5 separate regions of the Mus musculus genome follow, and regions 2, 3, 4 and 5 are each linked to region 1. Evidence: chromatin contacts called from public Hi-C and promoter capture Hi-C data. All regions are on one chromosome and are shown on one strand. Each heading gives the region's core, a stretch centred on a gene start, on an enhancer-like site or on the middle of the called end of the contact. The rest is flanking DNA. Distances are from core to core; before and after follow the strand shown.

The links. Promoter capture Hi-C pulls out the DNA fragments that hold promoters and counts their contacts. Hi-C and Micro-C count contacts between places; a contact is called where the count stands out from the background.
Region 2: a promoter capture Hi-C map of pre-B cells shows a contact between it and region 1. The contact joins the promoter of Snx25 here to the promoter of Pcm1 in region 1. A contact is called at or near these places in 1 of 39 promoter capture datasets (pre-B cells) and 2 of 484 Hi-C or Micro-C datasets (CD4 T cells and CD8 T cells).
Region 3: a contact with region 1 is called in a promoter capture Hi-C map of pre-B cells. The contact joins the promoter of Lrp2bp here to the promoter of Pcm1 in region 1. A contact is called at or near these places in 1 of 39 promoter capture datasets (pre-B cells) and 1 of 484 Hi-C or Micro-C datasets (regulatory T cells).
Region 4: a promoter capture Hi-C map of pre-B cells shows a contact between it and region 1. The contact joins the promoter of 1700029J07Rik here to the promoter of Pcm1 in region 1. A contact is called at or near these places in 2 of 39 promoter capture datasets (maxillary cranial neural crest and pre-B cells) and 1 of 484 Hi-C or Micro-C datasets (CD8 T cells).
Region 5: a Hi-C map of LSK cells shows a contact between it and region 1, with 5 times the contacts expected there. The contact joins the promoter of Cyp4v3 here to the promoter of Pcm1 in region 1. A contact is called at or near these places in 2 of 39 promoter capture datasets (cranial neural crest and frontonasal cranial neural crest) and 2 of 484 Hi-C or Micro-C datasets (B cells and LSK cells).

The regions. Positions count from the first base shown.
Region 1 is chr8:41,238,457-41,241,161 of GRCm38.p6, forward strand. Pcm1 (pericentriolar material 1) reads left to right here and starts at 1,303. Exons shown (of 38, transcript NM_023662.3): 1 at 1,303-1,507.
Region 2 is chr8:46,151,048-46,153,752 of GRCm38.p6, forward strand. Snx25 (sorting nexin 25) reads right to left here and starts at 1,394. Exons shown (of 19, transcript NM_001372342.1): 1 at 735-1,394. The coding sequence starts at 1,109.
Region 3 is chr8:46,009,206-46,011,910 of GRCm38.p6, forward strand. It overlaps Lrp2bp (Lrp2 binding protein), which reads left to right and starts at 1,397. Exons shown (of 9, transcript NM_026278.3): 1 at 1,397-1,595; 2 at 1,909-2,029. The coding sequence starts at 1,930.
Region 4 is chr8:45,973,876-45,976,580 of GRCm38.p6, forward strand. It overlaps 1700029J07Rik (RIKEN cDNA 1700029J07 gene), which reads right to left and starts at 1,377. Exons shown (of 7, transcript NM_001033148.3): 1 at 1-1,377. Ufsp2 (UFM1-specific peptidase 2) reads left to right here and starts at 1,653. Exons shown (of 12, transcript NM_138668.2): 1 at 1,653-1,713.
Region 5 is chr8:45,331,836-45,334,540 of GRCm38.p6, forward strand. It overlaps Cyp4v3 (cytochrome P450, family 4, subfamily v, polypeptide 3), which reads right to left and starts at 1,328. Exons shown (of 11, transcript NM_133969.3): 1 at 930-1,328. The coding sequence starts at 1,143. The region is part of intron 3 of Gm30504 (a long non-coding RNA gene); the gene reads left to right.

The DNA of each region.
Region 1 (2,705 bases), core at 53-2,552:
TGAAACCCTGGGTTTGATTTCCAGCAGTGTACTGATTCATTTCCTTAAGGTATCGTATGTTTTTATGTATACAAGCTACATTGAGGTGGAATGCTACACTTCAGCATTCCACAAGCAGAAGGATCTGAAGTCAGAGATTTGAGGCCAGCCTGAGATACAAGAGACGTTGCCTCAGAAACAGGATAAAAACGAATACAGAAGGCTATGGACACAGTAGTAAATTGCCCTGGGCAGGAAGAGTTTAGTTGATAGGAACCGTGGTGCTCTGAGAGAGTTGTAGTATTTTGTTTTGTAAACAATTTGTTGGTAATTGTGTGGAGCAATTTATTGTGGAAAAACAGAAACCTATTCTTTCTCAATTACATTATTTTACATTTAAAAAAATCCTATTTTAGACATTTAGAAGCTGTCTAAAAACAGAATGTGTATGCATGCAACTAAAATCGACAGGTAGTCTTAACTTCGGAGCCTGGCATATTGAAAGCCTTGCAACTTAAAAAAAAAAAGTTTTGTTTTGTGCTGTTTTTATGACACTATTTATCCATTTATTAACCTTAACACAGCCGTTAGCAAGAATATAAATTAAACAGGATTTCAAAGACTATCCGTTCAGCGAAAATTTCACAAGATTAAACTCTGTTTACAACTACTTCTTTCTACCAACAAAGTAGCGGGACAGCGTTCCAAGTGGCAATGACCACTGACAATCTTATTTATGATTCTTCCACCGACTAAGCACACATGACATACTGATTTAATATCCTTGCTAAAATTAGGGGTTAGATTGTAAAGGCTCATCAGTATCCTTCGTGATAGGAAAGTGGGTAGGAATGCACTACAAGGGTTCCCAGTCTTCCGGTCTCCATCTGGAAGCTCATGCCTCCACAGAAAATTAGAAAGCGCCCGGAGACTTGCAGTGAGCTAAAGCACTTATAAACCCCACAGGCCTCAAGCCTTAAAAAACACAGCGGAGCCATCTGGCAGGCGCACAGCACACTGGGATTTGTAGTTCCGTTTCTTTTGGCTACCCAGTTGAGTGGGCATTCTGGGATGTGTAGTTCCCAGGTTGTTCGTCTGCACAAATCTTTTCCTGACTAGAGGGGCGGTACGTGACTCCACGGAAGGCCCGAGCGTCACGTGACTCAGGTCACCGCACGCCCGGAGTTCGCACTGCGGCTCCAGCCCCGGCGAGTTCTCGCCCCCGCGCAGCCGTTGCCGAGGAGACCGCGCTCGTCTCGCGGAGCGTTGCGCCCCCCCCCCCCTCTGCAGTTCCCCCGCCCCCCACTCTTCTCCCACCACAATGAGGTCCTAAGATGGCGGTGGCTGCGGCGGTTGGCGCCTAGTTAGCTAATGTAGAGAAGGCGGCCATTGGGGCTTTGGGCAGTCGAGGGGGATTTGTGGGCCTCCCTTCCGCGGTCTTGGAGGAAGAACCGCTGCCGGCGGCGGCTCCTGGAGGGGCGGCCGACCGCCACTCGGCCCTTGGCAGGAGGGGCGGCTTCGTTTCCAGGTAACGCGGCCCTGGGCCACCGCGGGCCGGAGCACAGGGTGGTTCGAGGCGGGCGCGGCGCTGGAAGCGGCCTGGGGCCACGCCTGCCCGTTTTAACTCTGAGGTCCCATGGCTGCGCGATCCTTCCCCACCCCCAGGCTGTCATCGGCTCCTCTCGGCGCCGACTGACACGCTAGCTCTGGCGAGCGTCTGGGACGACGCTGGCTGGCGCCTCCACGATCTTGGGGCGTCCCATGTGAGGACCGCTCGCCCGGTGCTGGAGATTTCACCCCCCTCCAGGGTGGAGGGGAAGGTTGCCTTGTAGTTCGGGGTGATGAGTTCCGAAAGAAACTGGCCTTGGCGGCCCGAGGCCCCGGGGACCGCCATCCCTCCCAGCCCACCCGCCGAATTCCATCCTGGGAGGGGTCCCGGGCGGCCCGGATCCTCCTGGGTGCAGAGAGTCTGTGGCCCGGGAGTTTTCTGCGGTCCCTTTTATTCTTGGAGCAGGAAGGCCCCTGGAGGCGTTCCTGACTCCTGCTAGTAGGTTCTTTTCGCTAAGAAAATGTTAATTTAATAATCCTTCTCCGCGCTCCTCCCACTGCCCCTTCTTCACCCCTTCGGGAAGATCCAGTTTCTTTACATCTAGAATGGGTGGTGGGGGGGCGAGGGGGAGACTGGGGATGGGTGGGTGGGAGGGAAGCGAGATGTCCAGTGGGATTCTGGCAGCCTGGCTTGCTTTGCAGAGACTGCTGTTAAGGATTAGGTGTTCGGCCCCCCTGTGGGGGCGTCTGCGTGAACCAACTTTTCCTCTCGCGCTAGCCTGGTCCAAACCCAAAACAAAACACAAAACGTTTTTTTCCTCCCCTTTCTTTCATGGCGGTATTAGGATTGGTGTGGGAACTACGGGTGACAGATCGTGCTTTGGCGCTTAGAAGAAGCGGGCTTTCTGGGTGCCCCTACCGCCTCCTACCCCCGCCCCATAACCGCTTTCCAGACCCCGCCTTCGGTGTTCTCTGGTTACTAGAGCCGGTGTTCAAGAGCTTTTTGTGCACCTGCTTCTGCCTTTTCCCTATCACCTTCCTGGTCAGGGCCACTGGCTGGCGTCGTTAATACCGAATTTCGCACTTGAAGGTACACCTCGGTAAATGTAGTTAAAAAAAAAAAAAGAATTCTCATGCCTAAAGCTTTTTTAAAAAATAAGAGAGTAACAAGTTCTTGA
Region 2 (2,705 bases), core at 144-2,643, 4.9 Mb after region 1:
TTTTATGAAGATATCAATCAGCCAAGTCCGGTAAAATGAAGGTCCTTTTAAAGGGTTATTATAAACAGACTGGAGGTAAAGTTTGATTTAAGGCAAACAGGGTTGGTAGGAAGGAGGGCAAAGCACGTTGAAAATCCAGTTCTTTCCTACGTTCCGCAACATAACCACAACCCTGATGTCCTACACCTGCCTGAGGACAGCTTTTCCTCTTAACAAACGACAGTGGTTCCTGGTGAGCATGCCACCCCCTCAACCCCCTCAAATAGACATCCACCTGAGCTGCATGACAACTTAACCAACATGGTGGAAGACAGGACCTTACAGGTATGAAGTACACGGGGCCCATTGAGTGAGCTCCCTCGGACTGGGTGACCTAACCAAGTTTTCTCTTCTGTAAGCCGTCATAAAGTTATCTCCCAACCACTACAGATCGAAGAACCAAACAGGAGCATCAGTGATGAATGCGAAGCCTGCCTCCCGTGGGTGCTGTAAGCGGATTTTTCTCGGCACTCACCAACTGCACTTCAACATCGGAGACCCGCCTGGATGGATCTCTCTGTGCAGAGGATGGTGGATGAGTTAACTACAGCGCCTAAAACGGCGCGCGTGACCAAGCCCGCGCAGCCCAGTCTTCCGCGGGCTTCGGCTGCCGGAGGGCCACCCGGCCGGAGCCCCCCGGGGTCTGCGCGCGCACGAGGCCGCGGGCACGCGAGGCAGTCGAGACCGGTACTCACCCGCAGCGGACAGCGGACGGTCGCCGCCAGCCGGCTCCAGGAAGAGACGAAGTCCGGCGGCTGGGCGCGCGGGCTCCAGCAGACGAGCGAGACCAGTGTCCCCAGCAGCAAGGCGGCCGCGGCGCAGCTCAGGTACAGGCTGAGGCGCAGCAGCACGGCGCCCGGCCCCGTGCCCGCCGCCGGTCCCCAGCCTGGGACCAGGCAGCACAGCGCCAGCACTGCCAGGGCGGCCACGGCCGCGGGCCCCCGCCAGCCCCAGCCCGGGCCGTCCGCCGTCCGCGGCCGGTCCGCGGAGCCCCGGGCAGCGCGGCAGGCGTCTGCGGCGGACGTGGGGCCGCGGCGGGCGCCGCTGCTGTCGGTGGCATCGCGGTGCATGCTGCTTCCTGGGCCGCTGGCGACAGGCTCATCTCCCGGCCCGCAGCCCCCCGGCGCCGCCCCGGGCCGTGGCCTGTGCGCGGCGCCCCGCCGCCTCGCCGCTCCCGCCGCCGCTCGCGAGGCAAGGGCAGCCCGCGCTCATGCCCTCGCCGGCGGCCCTGAGCGGGAACCGCTCCAACAGACACCGCCGCGCCCCCCCTCCCGCCTCGGTGCCGCCGCCCCGCGCCGGGCCCGCAGCTGCCCGCCGACCGGGCGCGCCCAGGTAGCGGGACCGCGAGGGGGACTGAAACCCCAAGGGCTCGAGACGCGCGGGGGCGGGGGCGGGACCTGCGGCTGAGTGACAGTGGGGCGGGGTCGCCCCGCCCACCCGGGGCGGGGGCGGCCGGAAAGGGGCGCGACCAATCGCAGTGGACCCCGCTACTTCCCGAGCCCCGCCCCCGCCCCCCGGGGACCGCGTCTGTTCGTGGAAAATTTTGCTGCAGGTGTCAGAAGCCTGCGTTGAGCTCCGCTCAGGTACCCCCTTATTTTCGTCTCTCCGCTCCTCGCCTTGCCTACAGCCCCATACCAGACGCCAGCCTTGTTCTCTAGCTCTCTGATTAACCTCGTACTGTCCCTGATCCTCTCTTTTACTACTTTCTTCCAACGGACCCCACTCCACTGCCCAAGGGTAGGGGACTAAGACAAACCTGGAGGAGTCAAGCGAAGCCTGTGGTTCCCACTTACTTATGGAAAGACTCCCCAGTGCCAGAGAGTGTACATAGCTGCCACAATCGATTTGGCTCCGATTTTGTGTTTTTGTTGCCAACAACTACTCGGTACAAAAGCTGTTACCCACGCAAAAGAAACTGGTTCAAAGAATTTTGAGAGAACATATTTTCCTTTCCTCTCTTGACTGCAGCCGGTAGTCTACAGACGATGTTTGCTGAGATGAAAGATGTCCAAATGCTGCTCAATACTGTAACAGAGCTGCCAAAGCCCATAAAGGGTGTTGACTGTCTTAGAGGGATGATGGAAATGAAGGATTTCTGAAGACACTGGGAGAGGAGATAGAGTAGAGAAGACAAAAAAAAAAAAAAAAATGAAATAAGAAAATAAGAGAAGCTTGACAGATAAGGAGCTAGCACCCCCATGACACTGAGATGAAGAAGTCCAGGTTCTTTAACTTGTACTATTTTGTTTTGTGACAGGGTCTCTCTGTGTAAACCTGGCTATCCTGAAACTCACTATGTGGACCAGGCTAGTCTGGACCCCCCCAGAGATCTACTTGCCTCTGCTTTCAGAGTGCTGGAATCAAAGGTGTGCAGCCTAGGTTTGCAGTGTTCGCTAATATGGTGATGGGTAGTGCCCTCCGAGTAGCAGACAAGTAACATAGGTGTTACAATGCAGTGTTATATATTGTGGCTACACTGGGTTTTTGGTTTTGTTTTGTTTTTTTCTGTAAAGGGGTTGTTCCATCTGTAATAAGTATTGTGCCATTTCATCAAAAAAAAGGAAAAAAGTCACAATACTCATGAATAAAGTGCTTGCTTACTTGCTTGCTTAAAACAAAGTATTACACAAAAAAGTTATTATTCAAGAAAAGGTACAGGTATACAT
Region 3 (2,705 bases), core at 147-2,646, 4.8 Mb after region 1:
GAGGTTTCTCTAATCCAGTGGTCCTCAACCCATGTACCATGAGCCCTTGGGGTTACATACCAGATACTTACATTACAATTTATAGCAGTTATCAAAACTATAGTTACGGAGTAGCAAAGAAATAATGTTATGGTTGGAGGGGTCACCACAATATGAGGACCTGTATTAAAGGGCCACAGCATTAGGAAGGTTGAGAACCTCTGCTCTAAACCTTGTTAGATAGTAGCACACTGTATTAATGTCTTCAGAGAAATAACATCTTTTCATCTAGTTTGTGAGTGGTGGTTGACAGTAGGCTGTCATATTTGGATTGCTTTCTTCTATATATCTTACACATGTGGCTTCGTTCATTGGGAACTTTATATTCTTTAGTGGAAACTTAGATTTTGCAATATACATAATCCAATTACTTTACTTTTTAAAGATTTATTCTTATGAGTATGTGTATGTGTGTCTGCATGCATATATGTCCCATGTGAGGGGTGCCAGCAGAGCCGAGAAGTGGGTGGTCACTCTCTAGAGCTGGAGCTACAGGTGGTTGGGACCCACTCAAGGTGGCTTCTGGGAACCAAGTTCAGATCCTCTGGAAACACTTTGACTTGTTTTTTTTTGTTGTTGTTGTTGTTTTGTTTTAATTAATTTCTTTCTATTTTTATGTGTATGAGTGGTTTGACTGCATGTGTGTATGTGTATCACTAGAGAGATACATGTGTGTACATGTACACTAGGCACATGTGTCTAGTGACTGAATAAGTCAGAAGAGGGCATCCAATCCCCAGGAACTGTGTTACAGACAGTTGTGAGATGCCCTGTGGTGTGCTGGGAACTAAACCCTGATGCTCTTAACTGCTGAAACCACATCTCCAACCCAGTAACCAGCAACTTTGTTTTTTGTCTGGTTGTGGACAGGGTCTCACTATTTCGTCCAGGCTGCCTTGTACTAGCAGAGATCTGCTAACCTCAGCCTCCTGAGTGCCAGAATTAAAGACATTTCGCCACCATGCTGGGCCCATTAACTTTGTATATCAAGGAAAGGACACTTTAAGAACCTTTATTTCAAACTACAGATAAAGAAATTAGCTCTTAATTAACTCCTCCCACATACAGACATTTCAGTGATTTTATTTTATTTTTATTTTTTGCTGACTTAGTAAACCATGTCTTTTTTTTTTTTTTTTTTTGAGTTCCACTCTCATCCAATGAAGCAGCGTGTTGCCTAAAATAGTATCCTGTAAGTATGTAAATGCAGCTTTCCAATCACACAAAGCTTCTCTTAAGAACTTCTGTAGACCACCAATCAGAGAGACCTGGCCTGGGCGCTGGCTCCTGATTGGTGGAAGTAAGTTGAACCAGTAGAATGTCAAAGACCAAAACAGAAAGAAAAAAAAAAAAGCATAGCAACAACAGAGTTTGCTGTCTTCACTACTCTCAGCTTAGGCCAACCTGGACTCCTTCAACCCAAATGAGGTGGCCCCTACATTTTATATGAAGGCTCTGATTTACCATGCAGCAGTGGTCCATCTGGTAACATGGCAATCCAGTACAGACTGGAAGAGAAGACTGAGCAACAGAGCTAAAACACAGTGTATTCCCAGGTAAAACAGACGCATCCTGTCATCCGAAACGGATTACTCTGGCCAGTTTCAGTTAAAGGGCGACAGGAAAGTCCTCCGTGACAGGAGCAGCGACTGTGAGCGGTGTAGTCTGTTGCCACTGAGTGGCAGCAGTTGGGAATGACAGGACGCCCCCTGCCATGTGTGAATCCTTAGCCAGTCGGGATTTGTTGCTAGCTCAGGGTCCCTTGGCCAGGCAATGTGGGGCAGATGCTTCTGTGATGGGGAGTGAAGTCTCCCTTGGTGCTTTCCCGGGAGGAGAAATTGTAACCACCTATGTGTTCTTCCTTAACAGGACCCACATTGTGGAGACAGGATGAAGCTGAGCAGCGAGAAGTTGCCCAAAAACCCTTTCTCTCTGTCTCAGTATGCTGCCAAACAACAGAAATTCTTCCAGTGGAAGAAGGAAAAGCCCGGTATACATCTGAATAGTTAATTCTTGCTTGGAAACTATTTTTACTGAAATTCCATGTAAGCTTAGAATAAACAAAACAAACAAACAAAAACCCATGCCACTGGTTTCCAGGAGGTAGTTAATGTTATACTCCTTTCTGGCTTTCCTGGAGATTAGTGACCTTCTTACTCAGACAGCAAGCTGATCCTGGAGGTGTTTCACAATTCAAGCCTGATTACATTTTCACCCCTCCCCCCCCCAGCACTTAGGGATTCGTTCTAAAAAAGAGACGCCAGATGTTGCTTCCCTCAGAGAGCGCAACGCTGCGCTTTACTTCAAATGGATACTGAAAGCTATTTTTACATAAGCTTGTAAAAACTAAACTGGAGATGGCCAGCCCATTTGATTAGTAGTCCTAACATGGCTCAGGCTAAGAGTTTAACTCATTCACAGACAGCTTTGCCCAGTGCATGCAGAGACTGCATTGGAGTGCCTACCCGGCAGTGAACCCTCACCCAAGCACAATAAACACTTCTTGATTATGCCAGGTGTGTGTTGGTGCTGTGATCATGACTCTGCTTAGGTTATGTTCTTTCTCTGAGCTAAGCTTTAGGGATGAGAAGTTGGAAAGAAACTGAGATTAACAGCATCTAATGAATTCTACGTTACGTGTGGCTTCACGAGAGAACCTGCACGTT
Region 4 (2,705 bases), core at 127-2,626, 4.7 Mb after region 1:
TTCCAGTTAAGACAGTTAAGACTAAGCTCCTGTTCATCCTGTACAGGCTACGGTTTCTATTTGTAGTTAAAGAATACGTTCCTGTTTGTCCTGCGTTAAGTGCTTCCAAGTTGAGATTTCTCCTTGTAATTAAGGACTGATCCCTGTTTCTTAGATAGGATGTAAACTGCAAAATGTCTTTCAACCAACACTAAACTTGCTACCCGATTCACATGATGTAGGAACATGACCTTGTTCCTTCCCTTTCACATTGTTCTTTGGTTTTGTTTTTACAATGTATAACAGCCAACTCTCTCAGTCCGGTGAACGATCTCTCTCTCTCTCTCTCTCTCTCTCTCTCTCTCTCTCTCTCTCTCTCTCTCTCTCTCTCGTGTAAAAAGGACCTAATGAGGCTGCCGCAAGGGGTGCTCTCAGAGTGAGACAGCCAGCAGGCTAGTACGGGCACACCCCAACACACAGCTTGCTTTAATTGGACAGTCATGGAGTTGGTCTCTTCTCCTGGAGATTCTCCGCTTTAACACCTTCCCAAGCTTCATTAACAGTCATCTTATATCCGTGGTTTGGCACCCTTTATTTTCCCCAGTGAACTGACAGCTAGGAACCATGAACTGAGTTTCAATCTCCTTCACCACATTCTTGAGGCAACGCTGCCCAGACTGGAATGGAACTCCTGGAATCAGGGAACCTCTGCCCTAACCTCCGGAGCGGCTTGAACGACAAAACCCCTTTAGTTTTTTACCATTGTCGCCCCAGCGCTTGCGGCCAATGCCTTCAACTTTGTCCCTACAATAAACTCTTTAAGTAAAACTTACAAAGTATTCATTCACACATTTACGCAATGTTTTTTGCAACCCTCTCCTTCTGGTCAGGTAGAAGTAGGAAAACAGACTTTAAAAGGCATAAATTTTGGTTTATAATCACGTAGACACGAAAATCGTGGGATTCTACCCAAGTAGAATATGGCAAGTTCCCTTCAAAAAGTTTGGCTAAGAAGGTTCCTCTGTTACAGCCCTGTCCACTGCATCCTTGCAATTTACTCAATAAATTCTTTTCTACGCCAGGAAAAAAAAAAAAAAAGTTTGGCTAAAAGGGAGAAACTGCAGAAAATAAATGGACTGATTGTCTAAGTTATTCCCTCTAAGGAAAGGTAGCTTGAAGTAGGCAGGTAGCTAAGGAAAACCCATGTCTGCGAGGCCGAGTCACCTCTCCAAAAGACACCTAATCCCACAACCAGAATCAGATGGACCCTGCTCCGGTCGGGGATCACTCCACAGCAGAGCCCGAAGAGCTCGAGGCCACGCGCTTGGCCGGGGCTCCAGCCTAGAGCGCAGCAGCAGAGGCGCGCGCCGCACAGTTCCGCAAGCTGCCGCTGGCGCATGTTAGGCCGCGTTGCCGTGGGAACGGGAGAACCCTTTCCCAACGTGCTACTGTAGGCCCTCGGAACGTTCGAACCCGCACGGCGCGTCCACGAAAACGGAAGAAAGGCCATAGAATACGTAAGTCTCAGCCAATAAAATCTCTCGAAACTAAGCCTTCTGTTTCCCCGCCATCGGCGAATAGTTTCCCTGTGGTACGCTCCGTGATGGTTGACGCGAAGCATTCTGGGAGTTGTAGTCACCTGTCGGAGCCCCGCAGTCGGCGGGCGTGACGTCACTTCCGGGACGACCCTTGCTTGCACGAAGTAGGTGTTCTTGCCATCGCCAGTGGTGCTTGGTAAGTGATTCTGGTTGTCAGTGACCTCCCCGTATTTACCCCTAGGACTTCGTCAACCGTTAGGAGAATGGCTCCAGGCCCCTAAAAGGAGCTGCTCCTGAGAGGCCAAAAGTCGCGGTACAAACTATCCTCACTTGGATCTCTTGGGTGATCTGGTCACCAGCAGCACCGGGTCATGCGACTCTCCGGGTCAGTCAGTGCATCTTGACAGTAAGGCACTATTTGTCGTATTTAGAAGCTAGCTAAAAGAACTTTTGGTTTTGAAAAGATAGACCTAACTTCCTTAAAATAGTCTTCTCCCTTCGCTTACGTGGCACAGAACTCTCCAGCTTCCCCCTTCTCCTAGCTCAGCTAAGTCCTGCCATCTGTACCGCAGATGATAATCTTCAGCTTACACCCTGAGCTTTCTCTCCGAACCCAATTCATAAGTCTAGTCAACTGCTTCCACTTAAATAAATCATTCAAACTCAGCAGTTACAGAGCCGGCTCATCATTTCCTGTTCTCCCCGCACTCTTCCTTCAGAATTCCCATTCGATAACCCAGCTCACCCCTCCTTGTGCCCACCAAACCCTTGACAAACTTGCCTCATCTCAAGAACAAAGTCAATAATCAAGTCTGGGTTCTACTTCTGGCTGGCTGTATTAAAACCTTCTTTACCGTCCTTGAGCTTTGTCCTTGCTGTCCGTCCATGGGTCATAGTCTAAGTGATCTTTTGCTTTGGTTTTAGGACAGAGCCTCACAAAACCCAGGCTGTCCTTGAACTGGCTACACAGTCAGGAATGACTTTGAAATCCAGACCTTCCTGCCTCTACCTCCCAAGTGTTGGGCTTACAATCGTATACATCAGCCTTCCTACATGTTGTTTCAATTAAGCGAACCTTCACCAATTGGCCACTGTGCTTAGAATGGGCTTACACACATAAGAATACCTCTTTACCTTGGAAAATTTAAGGCTTCTTTTATGGGCTACTTACCTGCCCTTCGAATTTCA
Region 5 (2,705 bases), core at 78-2,577, 4.1 Mb after region 1:
TGAAATGTAAATAAAGAAAATAACCAATAAAAAATTTAAAAATAAAATGAGATGCAACTATATTAAAACCTATATTAAAGAAGATTTAAAATTGATGGTCAGCCCGTAAAACAACTATTAATAGTTAATCTGAAGAAAAGGTAGGATCTGGTGTAGGTTCTTTTAAAATGTGCCATCTGGAAGTCTCTTCTCAGTTCTGGATGTCCAGGCTTACACAGCCATGAAGATTAAGTGTTAAGACTGAATACACTATCTCTAACAGGGAACCACAGATACCACTATTTTTAAGAACTTTCTGACTTTAGGTATTTTTCTAAAGCAAAAGAACAAAATTTTTTTGCATAAAACATTTCTTTAAAATTATTTCAGGTTTAAAAAACACCACCAACAACAATAACGACAAAAACCTCTCCAATAAGTAAGATTTTTGAACCTAGCCATATAAATTTACTTCAAGGCCCTTGGCAGTAGAGTCTGCTGAAGTGGCCTTGAAAGACTTCCTCAGAAGGATTGATCTACAAAGGCCAAGAGGATTTTAACTGCATATCAATCAATTAATTTTACTTGGAAAGACTGTAACCTGTTCTATACACACATGCTATATACACATATGTATGTTTGCTATGCTCGTTATAGGATGGGAGGCACAAAGCAATTTGGCAGGCACTAGAGTGGAAATGGGTATGGGGAGAATTAGGAACTTACTCCCTGGAGGGTAAGGGTGAGTTGGAGGGGTGGGGGTGTGGAGGTTGGAAGATTTCTTCTTTCTCCTAGCAGGTCTGAGGGATGTGAAGACCTCAATTGTGGCAAGAAAAAGTTGGGAGGGAGTGGGAGCAGTCCATTAAATAGGTGTCTCTGACTGACGAGGCGCCTAACAGCCTTAGTTAGAGTAGTAGACGGAGTAGACACTTCCTTGTACATACACATACCTGCGTTGTTGGGCTTCATATAAAGCGCGTGTCCCACCAAGGGGTAGGCGCGGGCCACCGACGGGATTGACCGCATCTGCTGCCATTTCCGCGCGTAGCTTACCAGCATCGGAAAGATGCTGATCAGGATAGTGGCGCCGGCCAGGGAGACCGCGCTCGCTGCGCCCCAAAGCAATAGTTTCTGCCCACTGAGCCCTAACCACAGCCACAACATCTCTCTGATTCCCCTCTTCCCTCTGGATTGCCAGTGAGAAGGTGGCGACCAGTCGCTGCCGGGTGCAGAGGAGGGAGGGACAAATTCGGGAACTCCAAGCTCCCGGCTCAGGGCTCAGGAAAAAGAACCCCCGGGGCACACCAGGTCCTCTCAGATCTTCCAGCTCTGGAGCTGGGAAAATCTGTAGCGTCTGCACCACGCCCTGGGGACAAACTTTCCGAGGGGGCGGGGAAAGCTCCCGCAGGTTTGTTGTGATGCCCTGCACGAGTCTGCGTACTACGCGCCAGCCACTGGGGTTCAAGGCGAAAGCGAAAGACCGGAACAACTTCTGAGCTCTGAAGTTCAGAATGCACGTGAAAGCTCACGGTGTGGAAAGATGAGGATGGCGGAGGAAGTCGAATTTAGGGTAGCTTCGGGATGGAGAAGAAACTAGAAATTCGCATCGCCAGTTCCGGACACCCTAGGGCCGGCTAATGTGGGCTGTTAAGAATTTTGCAACTCCCTTGCTTTGTGGAAGGATTACAGATCTCATAAGCAGTCTGTTTTAAAAAATTCAAATGAAGAGTCCTCGGTGTCGAAAGGCAGTTTTTGGAATTCTAAATTCAACTAGCCCTTGCGCAAACCTGCATCAGTTGCTGCCCTAGGGCAGGGCCGGTTGCCCAGGGGCACCGGACACACTCTGGCCCCTGCTTCAGGGTCCGGCACAGCAACCGCCTTCCCATGACCTAGAAGTTTAGGGAAGCCACGTATCCAGTGAGTGTCAGCTGACAGACTGAATCACCAGAACTAAAGGAGAACACAGTCTAGCACTTCCCTAAACATTCTCTGATCAAGGAAAGCCAGAACTAGAGAGAACAAGGGTGGGGATGGAGGGGCTCAGAAGTGGGTGGAAGAAGGCATGCTATGAGGAGGGTTGGCAACAGTAATGGGGCACAGTCAAAGTGAAGCTAAAATGCCAAGCCTGCAGAAAGGGAAAGGCCAGAAAGAAGAAGCTAGCAAAGTTATTTACTAGCTACCCATGGAGGTCTCCAGCCTGAACAGGAGTCCCTGTTCTACACCCCATTGTCCTTACCAAAGGGCAGGATGAGAAGTGCCCTTGCCTACTGCACACTGGGGAGAGTGCCAAGAAAGTTGAAATCCACAGATGCCCTGGATTCTCATTTTCTTGAGAATGTTATTTTCATACAGAGACTGCATGGTGTGCCCACAAACACCCGTGTGGCCTCTGGGACCTGAAGAAAGCACATCTAGGGCTTTCCTCAGTTGAATTTTTAAAAACGTATTACATTCTTTTTAAACTGTATGCAAGCATGGAGATCAGAGGACAACAACCCACCATGTGGTTTTGGAGGCTCAAACGCAAGTGGTCAAGTTTGGTGTCAAGCTCTTTGGCCAGCTGAGCCATGTTGCCCACCCCTGCAGTTACTTTTTACAAAAGAGCCATCTGGTGTGTACTGTCAGGAAAAGAAGTTCATAAAACATTAAGTGAAAGAGCAAAAGAAAACAAATGACGAAGCAAAATATACATTGTTACATTATCGTAAGTATTCAAAGTAGCATGT